Regions from separate parts of the Ovis aries genome. Here all the other regions are linked to region 1. Evidence: chromatin contacts called from public Hi-C data. All regions are on one chromosome and are shown on one strand. The core of a region is the stretch at or near the end of the contact, and the rest is flanking DNA. Distances in the headings are between cores, read along the strand shown. Region 1 has its middle 48 kb from the start of EPCAM. Region 2 holds the start of CALM2 (calmodulin 2). Region 3 overlaps TTC7A (tetratricopeptide repeat domain 7A).

Region 1 (4,548 bases), core at 1,679-4,178:
GGAACAATATTAAAAATATTATAAGGAGCTCTTTTATATTCTTTCTCTGGGTTAAGTCTTTGACATCTGGGGTGGATTTTACCCTGAGGGCACCTCTTAGTTTGTAGCAGTCACATTTCAAATGCTCAGGAGCTGCAAGTGGCCAGCGGCTGCCATATAGGATAGCATAGTCCCAGATCAAGTTAAGCTCCAATTGGTGACCTGCATTGATCTCCCTGACTATATGCCCATTCTCAGGTCATTTCCCAACTGGTCCTGAATGCTCCAAGGGTGGGAGAAATGAAGAAAGATCTTTTCTGCACCCTAGAGAGGCCCTGCCCTCCGCAGTGGTAGGCAAGAAACAGAAGCTGACGAGAATCTCTGCTGATCTGGTGATGGTTGGGTTCAGCATCATCTCAAGATGTGAGCCCATATCACCTTCAGGGAAAATAGAAGAACCCACTTGCTTCTCAGAGTCTTCCCCAAGGCTTCTTACTGCAAGCACAATAAAGTCTACACTCTGTAGACTGCCATCTGGCACTGACTTACCTACTCTCCAGCTTTATTTCTCAAGACTTCCCTGTGGGACCTTAGCAACTTGGCACCCCACAAGCATGCCAGGCATCTTCCTGCCTCTGATGTATGCCATATTTTCCTAGCTAGAATGTTCTTAACTGCTCAATTCCCACCCAATTTTGAAGGCCCTGTTCTCCATTTCTTCCCTGAAGCCTTCTTTAATGATCCCTGCTTGAAAGGTCTTTGTCCTCAGATACCTACAGTACACTTATCAGCAATAACCAGGTCAATGGTTCTATTTTAGGACACGCCTTATTACTTTTCATTTAAGACTGTAAAAACCTGAAGAGTTAAGGTCAGAGTCTTGGGTAATAATAATAATAAATAGTGTTTAAAGTCTATTGAGCATTAGTCTGTTTCAGGCACTGTGCTAAGAATTTTACATTGAATCCTCACAACAATCCTGGGAAATTATTGCAATTTTATAGCTGAGAAAGCAGAGGCAAAGAGAGACCTTACCCAGTCACACAGCCAAGTGTGGCTTCAAAGCCAGGCAGTTTGAACGCAGAGCCTAACCACTTCCCAGCCAGCCCACGGGTTTGTCCACCTCTCCAGCTGCGGTTGTTCCTTCCCTAACACGATGCTGTGAACTTGGTAGACACTGAACATGCATTTAATTATACATCAACTACTTGGGGTTTTTCCAGAGCATCTAACAAAGAATTAGACACAGAATAGCAATTTAATAGAGATTTAAAAATTAATGCCCTGCACCTACTAGGCCACCAAAGGACTGGAAGTTCCATGCACAGCCTGGAAGTCCATTCCTCCATCTCCCATCCCCTCCTCTGCCCCTGCAGCCCTGGGCTGCGCCTGCAAAGGCTGCTCCATGATGTCAGCTTTCTTCTCAGTCTGGGCAGAATTGTGCAGAAAATACTGGGTAATGGGGAGTGAAGACCATCCCCATGGGACACAGGGGAATTGCCCCCATTTTTATCAACCTGATCTGCTTATTTGGGGCTCTGATCTCTAAGAGGCAATTTAATGCCCCCTCTTGAAACCCCAAAGTCACATACCCGGTCCCTGGGAAGCTGAGATAGTAAGAAAGCCCAGAGCTTCGGATTACTCTTTGATAAGAGTCTTGTTTAAACAGATCGCGTTGAAAAGCTGGGCTCATCCCCACACCTCTCTCCTTTCTTCCTCTCTTGCTTGGAAGATTGGAAGATTGTGCAGTCCCCCCTGAGACCCGGGCAATGACAGACCAACTGCACAGTGCTTTGAAACACGCGCCAATACGGTTCGCAGCCCTGGGTGCCATCATCCCCGTCCCATGCCCCCACCCCGCCACCCCGCCATCCCTCCATCCCCCCATCCCCCATTCCCCCACCCCCATTCCCCCTACCCCCGGCGGCGGGGGGGGGGAGGGGGGGTGAGGGGGAGAGCACACTGATTGCTTAGCCCTGTTTCTGGGCACATCCTACTGGAACTTACTCATTTACATTTTGAAACGAGAGCAAAGTTCATGGGTGTTTGGCTTCTGCACCCTAGGCGTTGCCCCAATCCTGGTTAGAAAAACACAGACAATAGCAGCCTTGGGGAACTGCCCTCTGAAAATAGCACAGCCCCACAGTATTTTGGAAGCACGTTTCTTTGTGGCGAGTCTTTCGCTCTGCGACAGTAGTTCCACCCAAAGATGTAAATAGCAATGAGAAAGGCCACTATTAGGTGGTGGTGGTGGTGTTTTTTTCCACTATTAGGTTTTGTGGTTGCAGGTTCTTTTTCCTCCACCGAAGAGTCGCTTATATTTTTACTTAACTGGAGATCAAAGTGTCCACAAGCGTGGAGGCCCTGTGGCCCTGCCCTTGAACTCTGATAGTTCCCTGCTTCCCCCTCACACCCCCTTTGAGCGCCCTAGCTGCTCTGTCTCAGCACTGTTCCCCTGGGTCCCCTTCTGAAGACTGGTCACCCCAGCTGCAAAATGGGGGTAACACAGTGCAGTCTCACTGGTGTTGGGAGGGTTGAGAGAGCAAGCAAAGCTCCAGGCCTCCCTCGACAGCCCCCGGCACCTAGGCCATGCTCCGGATGGGTTGTTGCCGGTCACCGGAGCTGCCCGAGGTGATGCGGGAGCAGGAATGAGGGCCCCTCTTTTCCCTCCCCTCCATGCAGACGCATTTAGCAGGCAGCCCCAGGGACTGGGCAGGGCCCTGGGGGCTTCAGGTGGAAGCAGCCTGCTCTGAGCCCTGCTTCCAGGTTTCCAGGCCCAGCCCTTCAGCGCAGAACTTTTTGTACATTCCACAGCAACTCAAAGGGCTTTTGTCCCCACAGGGGAAGAACAAACAACAAAAGCAATTGTGTGTCTCCTCACAGGCCCGCAAGCTTGGAAACAGAAACTTCTTTCTCCAAGAGACGGTTCTGCCTGAGTGGCGGTAGCCTCACAAGTGGGGCGCGGGGTCTGAGTTCCCACGTGTGTGCTAGGGTGCGCATCACACACACAATACACTCATACACACAAACCCAGAAACTGCTTCTGGTCAGACAGGGCTGGAAGTCAGAGGTGCCACAGCTGCAAGGGGCCTCGGGAAAGACACGCAGCCAGCCCCCCTCCCCCACCAGGAGACCAGGGAGTCCTATGGCTTGCCGCAGGTCACACGGTTCTTCTCAGGCCTCTCAGCCCAGTCTCACGAAGACCATCAGGCAGCATCTTCTAACGCGTGGGCTTCCCTGGTGGCTCAGCTGGTAAAGAATCCACCTGCAGTGCTGGAGACCTGGGTTCACTCCTTGGGTTGGGAAGATTCCCTGGAGAAGGAAACAGCTACCCACTCCAGTATTCTTGCCTGGAGAACCCCCATGGACGGTCCAGGTAGTCCTGGCAGGCTACATTCCATGGGGTTGCAAAATGCTGGACACAACTGAGCGACTTTCACTTCACCTCAAATACATGGTTATTTATCAAAAGGCCTATCAAAAGGTTGAAACACCAGATAGCCTGTGTGAGATCAATTACATGGAAGAAAGAATTCTGACGGAGAGCGGGTAGATCTCTCATTTTGCCATGTTCTGTCTTTTATTTCCCCCTTTTTCCAGTAACAGCCATAAAAGAAGAGCAAAGGTTTGAAGGGTTTTCCATTTTGTTCGTTAAAGGAAAAAGCTTTTCTTATCAAATGAAATTATTACACATCATTTTACTGCCTCCTTAGAGTCACCCGACCTGTCTTCCCTGCAGACGTGGCTGCCAGCATGCTCAGTGCTGAGTCTGAGGGTCAGCTGTAGCTGGCTCAGCCCAGGAGCATCTGGTGATCCTATCAGGTGTGTGCCCTGGGGCTTGCTTTTCTCTTTTGTGTCTCTTTGTGCATGCTCAGTCGCTCAGTCGTGTCCGACTCTTTGCACCCCCGTGGACTGTGGCCCACCAGGCTCCTCTGTCCGTGGAATTTTCCAGGCAAGAAAACTGGAGTGGGTAGCTATTTCTTACTCCAGGGGATCTTCCTGACCCAGGAGTCGAACCCGAATCTCGTTCTGAAAACTAACAGGCGGATTCTTTACAACCGTACCACCTGTGAAGCTGCGTCTTGTTGTACCCCGAATTTAAATATCATGAGCAATCTTTATGCTGTGAAAAAGCATTCTTCAGCCTGGAGGGGTTGGAAAATGTCAGTGTTGTTTCCAGCTCCACCTGACTGACCAGTTCTACATCAAGCAGGATGTCCGTCCCCTCTCTCTAGGCCTCGATTTCCTCATTTGTGAAATATGGATTGACCTGCCGGTACCTGTCAAGTTTGCCTTTTACAGAATCACCTGGGACTCATGCAGTTTCCCAGGCCCCTTCCCTGGACTAGATGTGGGAGGAAGCTGGAATCTGTATCTTTAAACCAAGCTTCCCGGTAGATTTTTAACTAGTGGCTAATTTGGAAAACGCTAAAACGTGATGGTTGCTAAGGTTTGGCTCTACACTATGAGCTATAAATTTAGACAAACAATTCTTTAGAAAGGTGAAGTATGATAGTGATTTTGAAATGATATGCCTTGTATTTACTGAATATCATTTATTATGATCCT
Region 2 (4,773 bases), core at 1,365-3,864, 130 kb before region 1:
TCAGAAGTCAGGGCATTTGTTTTACCTATATCAAAAGCAGTCTCTAAGTTATTTCAATAGAGTTTAAAAGATACCTTTAATTCTGATAGAACAGTATCTTGGCCCAAAAGGGAAACTAGAATAAATTACTTAAAAATTAGGACCTTTACTGAAGGCCTAATTTGATCAGTCTATCTGAGCTTAGAACTTTCAATACTTTAACAGAGGCATAATTAATTTCTTTAGTCTAACAGAAACAGATCTTCTTGCTGTTCGATGGGTATTTACTTGGATTCAAGTGACCAAAAGTTCCACGTCTTCACATCTTTTACTAATCTCATCACCCCTGCCTCAAATCTTCTTAAACTAATCAATTTCCCTTTCAATGACTATATATCAACTATATGTAAACCCAAGAGCCATGTGAACAAACTTATTCCGTATCAAATAAATGTTCATTCTTTGACTTTATGGAATCTTAATTTTAAACCTTCAGGTCTTGTAATTATAAAATTACCTATGCCACCGGTAAAGAACCTGCCTGCCAATGCAGGAGGCATAAGACAGGAGGGTTCCATCCTTGGGTGGGGAAGATACCCTGGAGTAGGAAAGGGCAACCCATTTCAGCATTTTTGCGCAGAGAATCCCACAGAGGAGCCTGGCGGGCTACAGTCCATAGGTTCGCAAAGAGTCTGACACAACTGAAGTGACTTAGCAAGGATGCTTCCCAATTTAGTTAACAATGACGGTCAAAAACACTCAAAACAGTAATGACGTGATCAGTAACTACAAAAGCTTACTTTTGGCAAAGGACCACGAAAGGGTAGATACAAACTGTGCCTCATCAAGAAAATCTGAGATCTTGATTTAATTATCAGTGATTAGAAACAAACTTTTCATTTACATAATATAAAAAAATTCACCCCACAATTCAGATCCTTAATTACATGCTTTTATTTTCACCTAAAATAGTAAATTCAACCAGCATATTCAAATTTAGGATAAAATAATTAAAATATCAAAATGGAACGGGTACATCAAACAAATGTGAACTCCTCTCCCCACACCCATACAGGGTGGAGGTTTCAGTTGGCAAGGATTCCCAACTCCTGTTTAAGATGTCACCTTGCCTCCTGGACACACCCATCGCCTGTAACCACTTGGCAGAAGGAACCACAAAATAAGTATTGCAAATTACCGCTCTCATTAGACTTTTTTTTAACAGGAAAGAGCAAGAGTTCCGGTCTCAAGTGACAGGAAAATGCTTTAAAAAAATCCCGTCCCCCTATATACTCTTTTATCACCATAGTCTTTGACAATCATTAATGTACAAATGAATTAAACTGCACCTAAAAGATGACCTGGCATTTTCGCTACGGAAATAGCTATTTTCAAGGGTGTTGTGCGGGGCAATACAGTGTTAACGGATCTTAAACATTTCAACGTGCACGTGAGCACTCAAAAGAGGACTGTGGCCCCTGTCAAAGGCATCCTTCCGATTGTTACTAGAGGGTAAGACAGACTTTGGCAACAGAACGGGAGTCACCTCCGAGCTGGCTTTCGGTGAGTGAATAGAAAAACGCCTTTCAAACGCCAGCTGGAGTCTCTGGCTTTCTCTAACGAGATGCGCAGTGCGAGGCTGCGCTTAACTTCAGATATAGTCATTTCCTTCAACGACAAAACCACTTAAATTTTTTTTAGATTTAGCCTGGGAAGTGGAATTAGGCCTCAAGGCCCATATGTAGCAGAAAGATCAGGATTCACCGAGCTTCCTCCTAGCCGCCGGGGGTGGGGGTGGGGTGGGGGATGGGAATCGGACGAGGCTGACCTCCCCAAACGTTGCCCGACCGGACGACCCCGCAGCGCCGCGGGACGCCCAGACCTCCGCAGTCCTGCAGGTGCCAGCGCAGCAGCTGGGGCTCGAGCCGGGTCTGGCGAGCGACGGCCGCGGTCCCGAGCCCGCCCCGCCCCCGGCCGCTCCCCGCGGACTCGGCCCACTCAGCTAGTCCGCCCGCCCGCTCGCGCGCCCCCAGCTCCCTCCCGGCCCAGCACGCGGGGGCTGCGGGCTAACGGCGGCGCCGGCGCTCGCCCCGGGCCTCGCGCGCTCCCGCCCGCCCCCTCGGCGCATGGCGGCCGCGCGCGGACAAAGGCGCTTCCTGGCGCCCGCACCAACCGTCCGTTGAGCTTTTGAATACGGCCCCTGGCTGACCTTTTGAGATGCCCGACCCAAGGCTTCTGCGCTCCCGCTCCTCCCGCCCTTCCACCCTCGCCTACCCCGGCTGCCCCCGCCCCGGCTCCATCCTCATCCTGCCTCTGAGGACCTCCAAGGTCCCGGGGGCGGTGCGCCTGGCCCCCGGTACAGCACGGGACACCTCCCTGAGGAGAGTGGGGGTGGGGGAGCACCTGCGACATAACCGCCGTGGACGCCCCCAGCCTCTGGCGCGCCATCCCCCTGGCGAAGACCAATCCTAGAGAGTGTGAGAAAGGCTAGTTCCCTTTCGTCCATTCGCTTCAGCCCCTTACCCCCTACAGGCCGAGCGCCCGCAGCTTAGCGACGCACTCACCATGCTGCAAGCGTTACCGGTCTCCGGGACGCAATCACACAACTACTCAGCTCGCTCGCTCCACTCGGACTAATTCTCCCCCTCCGCCCCCAGCGCCTCATAAACACCTCCCTCCGCCAGATCCCTCCGCCACACTTCAGATAACGGAACATCATAAACGAGTCCCGGCCAACCCCCTCCCCTCCAACTCCTCTCGAGACCCTTTTATCCACAATTATGTGAAAGACGATGCAAAAGATAAAGGGAAGGGGACGAACGGATGACGTAAGTGTGTTTCACTCCCTAGAGAGCCGTTGAAGAGCCGGTGGAGTGGCGCCTGAGAGGCGCTACTTTGCGGCGCGGAAGAGCATCGTAGTAACGACGCGCAGCGCGATGATCGTTGAAGCCTCCTCTGATTGGCCGGTTCGTACCTGCAATGCGTCACTGGGGCTCGCAGCCGCTGCCGGGACGCGGTGCAGCTTCTGCCGTTGCGGCTCGGGCCGCGCTGTCCTGGCAACTGCGGTTGGCTGGAAAGCTTTCCTCCTCCACCCATCCTTCCTCGCTACATTTGCACGAAAGCTTTCCCGCCCCGCTGTAGGGGGGTCTACGAAAATAGCGATTAAGAATGAAGCTGAAAGACCCAGTGAAACCCGTACCCCGCGCTCTTCATCTCAGCCTCGTTTATTCGCCTTATGGAGGCCACACGTTTACCATGTAACTCCGCCACAAAGCGAAAAGTGAAAATCACTCAGTCGTGTCCGACTGTTTGTGACCCCATGGAATTCTCCAGGCCAGAAGACTGGAGTGGGTATCCTTTTCCTTCTCCAGGGGATCTTCCCTGATCAGGGATCGAACCCACGTCTCCGGCATTGCAGGCAGATTCTTTACCAGCTGAGCCCACAAAGCCCATGAAAATCTTGGTAAGGGCGAATGCAGCTGCTCACCTGGCTAATCCTAAAGGAACTTCCGTTTATACTTCCCCTTTGCTGGCTGACAGTAAAGCAGCTGCCTACAATGCGGGAGACCCGGGTTCAATCCCTAGGTCGGGAAGATCTCCTGGAGAAGGAAATGGCAACCCCCTCCAGTCATGGACGGAGGAGCCTGGTGGGCTACAGTCCATGGGGTCACAGTCAGACACGACTGAGCAACTTCGCTTTGCCTTCATCATGGGGGTAATTTACCGGGGGAGGGCGGGTTAAAAAACGCAGTATACAAAATTCCAATAGCCCCTTGATACTGTGGAATAATAGGGTTCTGGCTTGGAGTGAGACCTGGGTATGAGTACTGGTTGGGTCAGATGTACGACCTTGGATGAGACGTTTAATCTTTAGCCTCATTTGTAAAATGGAGGTTACAATACCTATCTTGAAACGTTATAAGAATTAGAATCATATAAAGATTATCATCTCGGAGAAGGCAATGGCACCCCACTCGAACACTTGCCTGGAAAATCCCATGGACGAGGAGCCTGGTGGGCCACAGTCTACGGGGTCGCTAAGAGTCGGACACGACTGAACGACTTCACTTTCACTTTTCACTTTCATGCATTGGAGAAGGAAATGGCAACTCACTCCAGTGTTCTTACCTGGAGAATCCCAGGGACGGAGGAGCCTGGTAGGCTGCCCTCTATGGGGTCGCACAGAGTCGGACACGACTGAAGCGACTTAGCAGCAGTAGCAGCAGCAGCAAAGATTACCATCTAGGTAAAGCGTTGAAGTACCTGGTACAGGATAGGCACACAGTGGTTACCATAATAAAACCATCGTATTGTGTATATGTGATCATACTGAGTTTCCTAATGAATTTGCCCTTTTGAGTCTTTAATCTCTCAGGTTTAAATGAACATTTTTGAAGCCACATAGAAATTAGCTCTGAAATTGGCAACCACTGTTGGTGGGAATGTAAAACAGTACAGCCGCTTTGGAAAATAACATGGCAGTTCCTTAAAAAATTAAAAATAGAATTACCATATGATCCAGCAATTGTGCTTCTTGGTATATACTCAAAAGAACTGAAAGCAGGATCTTAGAGATATTGTTACACCCATGTTCATGGCACTATTCAAGACAGCTAAAATGTAAAAGGGATCCAAGTGTTCATCAGCGGATGAATGGATAAGCAAAATGTGGTATACATCTGTTGTACATAAATGGCATATTATTTGGCCTTAAAAATGCTGCAATATGCCACAACATGGATGAACTTCAAGGACATTATGCTAAGTGAGGTAAGTCACAAAAAGTCATATATT
Region 3 (4,309 bases), core at 1,192-3,691, 240 kb before region 1:
TGTCTCGCCCTCTCAGCCAGTGTTGTAGGTAGGACTGTTATCCTCATTTTGTAGCGTAAGAACTGCAGCTCAGAGAGGCCAAGTCCTCTGCCCTGGCGCCAGCTGGGAAGTGGCAGAGTTGGAATTCACATCCCGTCTAACCCCAGGCCTAAGCTGTTGCCACTGAGTCCCTGAGTAGGAGGCAGCATGTGTCTGTCAGCCCCAGTCACTGCGAGAATGGGAGAGATCTGTAGCCAGTGGTCTGGGTGGCCTCTCACAGTCCCCCTCCTCCAGTTTGGCTGGGGCTTCCCGCCCAGTCCTTCATGATCCATTGTGGACCTGCCCCTCTTTTCTCTCTTCTGTGAGACAGCACTGACATGGAACGGCAGACTCTTCTTGCCATGGTGTTCACGGGTGTTTTCTCATCAGAGCCCCTGCCTGCCCCACAGTGCCTGCGGTCTCACTTGGGTCTGCTGCGCCTCGTGAGCTGGCACCTGGCCCCCGAGTCCGGGGAGCAGGCTGGGCCTTGGGGAAGGTTGCTAAGCCGGCAGTTTTCTCCGGCAGATCTCCAGCGCCATGGAGCAGCTGCAGGAGGCTCTGAAAGTGTGCAGGGACGACGCCAATGCCCTCCATCTGCTGGCGCTCCTCTTTTCTGCCCAGAAACACTACCAGCACGCCCTGGACGTGATCAACATGGCCATCACGGAGTACCCTGAGAACTTCAAGTGAGTTCCCTGTGGACGCTCTGGGCTGGGGCTGGTCGGGCACACACTGGGAGTCGAGGCGGGCCGAGGACCTGTGGGCTCGGAGCCTGGCTCTGGCGTTTTGTTTGGTGCCAGGAGGCACCGTGTGTGGAGGAGGAAGCTCTTGATGGTGACTGCAGGCTCCACGGAGGGCTGTGTGGACCACCAAGGAGACTGTGCTCTAAGATAACATGCCCGAGCTGCTTCCATCCCGCCCTGTACTGTACATTTGAGCATCATGGGGACACTAACTTGTGTGACTTAACCATAACCCTGGCATAGCCAGCCAAGGATGGTTTCTAACAGTGGCTGGGCTGATAGAGGCCATGTGAGCTGGCCCCTACCTCCAAGAAGGCCACAGGCAGTTGGGGTGAAGATTTATATCCCCCCAGAGTGGTCCTGGCCTCTCCCTCTATCCTCGACTCCTCCACAGCTCCTGCTTGCCGCATCACCCAGATGCCTGTCTCTAGGGAGCAGGGTTCACGCTGCACGTGGCCCCAGTGGTGGTGGGTGGGGCAGGACTAGACCCTCTTGCCCCCACCTATACACAGGGGACCTGCTGCCATCCAACCAGGACCCTGGGGAACAAGAGCCTCACTGACTGGCTGACGCAGGAGGGTGCGTTGCCCCTTGGGAGGAAATGAGGGGGAGGTCACCTTTTGATTTCTGCCCTCCTTCCCCGAGACAGGTAACGTTGGGTGCTAATAAACCCTGTTTCTCTGAATCCCCTGATCCCAGAATGAGGGGCCCTGAGCACCCCCACTCCCACTGTGCTCAGGGTTTGAAAGAGAACCCTTTGGAACCAGCCAAAGGCTGTTGTCCTTAGACAGCAGAAAGGAGTGTGGTCCTGGTGCCCTGAGAGGTGACTCACGCTGGCAGTGAAAACAGTTCCACAAAGAATTAGGGAAATTGGTGGGTGCCACAGCTGAGATCAGTGATCGAGAGGAGCTTCAGGCGGCCCGGCCCAGGGAGAGTCCCTCCACGTGGAGAGCCCAAGCACTTGTCTGTTTACCTATAGTCCAGCAGAGGCAGGACTGACCCTTTGCGCCAGGGGCTCGGGCTTCCCTGTGCCTTGGGCCTCCTTCAGAAGATGCCACGGTGGCTTTGCCTGTGGACTTTGCTGGGAGTGGCTTTGTCCTCAGCAAGTCTTATGAACACAAAGGACCGGCTATGTGGAGCTGGCCTTGCACCATCTCAGCTCACACCTGACCAGGAGCAGCTGGGACCCACCTGGGCCAGAACAGCGGGGTCAGGAGTCACGATGCTCTGGGCGGGGTGGGGGTGTTAGTCTGGACTAGGGTCAGCAGAGCCCAGGTAGTCCCAGCTGCCCCTGGTCAGGTGTGAGCCGAGATGGTGCAAGGCCAGCTCCACATAGCCTGTCCTTTGTGTTCACAAGACAGCCCTGGCTCTTGGCCTCCCTTCTATATTTGAGAGATTATTAAAATTGAAATTAGTTCACTTTAAAAGGCAAGTCGCCTAGGGCATGCACCACGTAGATAGAACTGTGTGTGGACAAGGTGTAGTTACCTAATCCCAAATACAGTACACCAAGACCTACTGTTTAGAAGTTTATTTTTTACTTTTATAAAAATACAGGAAGGACAAAGGTCTTCCTCTTCTGGTACCAGTTAACCTGGCTTTTTCCCAAGCTCAAGACTATCTGGCAGGGTCAGACCCATGGCCTGCTGCCAGCCGTGTGTGTGCGTGTGTGTGTGTATGGGCGTGCCTCTGTGTGTTTTATTGTCAGTTAGGCTTCTGCGGAAGGGTTAGAACAGTAAACGGGTTAGAGTCCTTATCCAGCCCCTGGCTCAGTGTGTGTCACAGAAGAAACCAGAGGCTGGGCCAGGCGTCAGACGTTGTCCTTTATCCGAGTGAAATCTTCCATGTATTAACAGATGGCGACCGAGCAGATGGGCGCAGGGCTGTCCCGTGGAAGCCGCAGAAGGGGCTGCACAGACTGCTCCCTTGGGCCCCCGATCCCGTGCAGGAGCTTCTCATGCCAGTGTCGCCCATCTGACTGCGCGCGTCTCCTCCTAACCCCTGGGCTGGATGCTCTGTGCTGGCGGAATCCCCTCCCTGGCCTGATGTGGCGAGGCCAGCGCCACTTTTTGAAGTCGGCTTGACACTTCCCATGTGCGAGGCAGAAGCCCACCTCACCTGTCTTGTTTCACGCCCTGGGAGGCGTCTCCTGCCCGCCGCCATCCTCTTCCTCCTTGCCGCCCCCACCACCTGCGCCTGGTTCTTGGGCTGAGTGCGGAACCGTCTCTTTCTGGTCCTCCAAGTGCACTTCCACCACCCCCTTCTTCTTTCCTCTCACCTCACTCAGGTGCGGACTCTTTCCCCAGGAAATGCTTCAGTCACTCAAAGTGTCTTGGAGAGGTGGGGCCAGGGGTGGGGCCTTGCTGTGAGGTTGGTGACTTCCCCCAGAGCCCCGTGAGTGGCCTCCTGGGCCCCCAAGAATACCTGGACCCGAGCTGTGACATTTGCGCCTGTGTGCCTGCATCGGGAGAATAGAAGCCAAAAAAAGCGGGGAGCCCCGGGTGGAGATTGTGCTGGTGGTCAGCGCGTATGGTGGCTGCCGCTCGGTGTCAGCCGGGTCCCCGCTTCTGCAGACAGGAGCCTTTAGCCTGGGGCAGCCTCTGCCCTGGGAGCAGAGCCCCTCTATCCAAACACCGCAGGGCCACTGCAGGGGCCTCAGGCCCTCTCGGGCTGGAAGCACGGGGAGACACCTCTGGCGTCCCAGCCCGAGGAAGTCCCATTCCCAGAGCACACTTGGGGTTCTTGTGTTCCTCTGTCACCACAGAGAAGCCTGCTGTGGAGCGTTGGGGGCCCAGAGCATCCCATCTCCCCTGGTGCTTCTGTGAACCTGCCCATCCACGGAGAGAGGAGGTTCTTATCTCTGAGCCACCGTGTGCCCCTCACATTCGTGACCATGGGGAGCTCCCCTTTGAACTGGGCCAGCCCTAAAAGGCTACAAAACTAACTGAATAAAATATAAGGGGCTTCTGGCTTCCAGAACTGTAAGACAGTATATTTCTGTTGTCTTAAGCCAAAAAAAACAGGGAGGGGGGCGTCAGGAGGGAGGGACAGTGGGGTATGAGGGGGAATAGCCACCTACCACAGCACTGTGGAGTGACCTAGGGTGTGACCGTGGGTCTTTGCAGATAATTCAGTGCTTTTCCCCACGGATGAGACCCGTGGACTAGCAGGAAATGTCACTGCGCCCATTACGGTCAGGGATCACTGGAGAGTGTCACTGCCCTTCAGCTGAAACTGCAGCCTGCTCTTCCAGCTGCTCCCTGCGTTGGGAACAAGCTGTGTGCAGCTCCAGCTGTTGCCACGGCAGTTAATTAAACCCCTAATTCAATAAATCTCAGTGCAGCCAGACAAAAAAATCCGCCCCCAGTGATGGGGTAGATGCCCTGACCTCAGCATTGTCAACAAGGTCTGTCCTGTGGGCACTCAAAGGCACCAGGTCTGGGTGCCACCTAGCGCCTTGCCGGTTCCAGTGGCTGAGACCTTGCTCTTCCTTTGTGCAAAGTGAAGGAGAGGCTGGCAGGTGCGTGTTGGGTGGAGGAGGGCTGGCA

Evidence for each region. Hi-C and Micro-C count contacts between places; a contact is called where the count stands out from the background.
Region 2: a Hi-C map of tail adipose tissue shows a contact between it and region 1, with 2.2 times the contacts expected there. The contact joins the promoter of CALM2 here to the enhancer-like site in region 1. A contact is called at or near these places in 4 of 16 Hi-C or Micro-C datasets (omental adipose tissue, skin fibroblasts and tail adipose tissue).
Region 3: a contact with region 1 is called in a Hi-C map of liver, with 3 times the contacts expected there. The contact joins two enhancer-like sites. A contact is called at or near these places in 5 of 16 Hi-C or Micro-C datasets (hypothalamus, liver, muscle and 2 more).

Annotation. Positions count from the first base shown.
Region 1 is chr3:77,077,456-77,082,003 of ARS-UI_Ramb_v3.0, reverse strand. No RefSeq gene overlaps it. Among named protein-coding and RNA genes, the nearest start is that of EPCAM, 48 kb to the right of the region's middle. Within about 2 kb of position 2,928, at least 27 of the 54 cell types and tissues checked have an H3K27ac peak or open chromatin away from gene starts, as enhancers often do. A contact at or near this core is called in liver and tail adipose tissue, where this site is marked.
Region 2 is chr3:77,211,110-77,215,882 of ARS-UI_Ramb_v3.0, reverse strand. CALM2 (calmodulin 2) reads right to left here and starts at 2,614. Exons shown (of 6, transcript NM_001009759.1): 1 at 2,544-2,614. The coding sequence starts at 2,546.
Region 3 is chr3:77,315,128-77,319,436 of ARS-UI_Ramb_v3.0, reverse strand. It overlaps TTC7A (tetratricopeptide repeat domain 7A), which reads left to right. Exons shown (of 19, transcript XM_042246211.2): 15 at 544-704. Among named protein-coding and RNA genes, the nearest start is that of TRNAE-UUC, 44 kb to the right of the region's middle. Within about 2 kb of position 2,441, at least 14 of the 54 cell types and tissues checked have an H3K27ac peak or open chromatin away from gene starts, as enhancers often do. A contact at or near this core is called in liver, where this site is marked.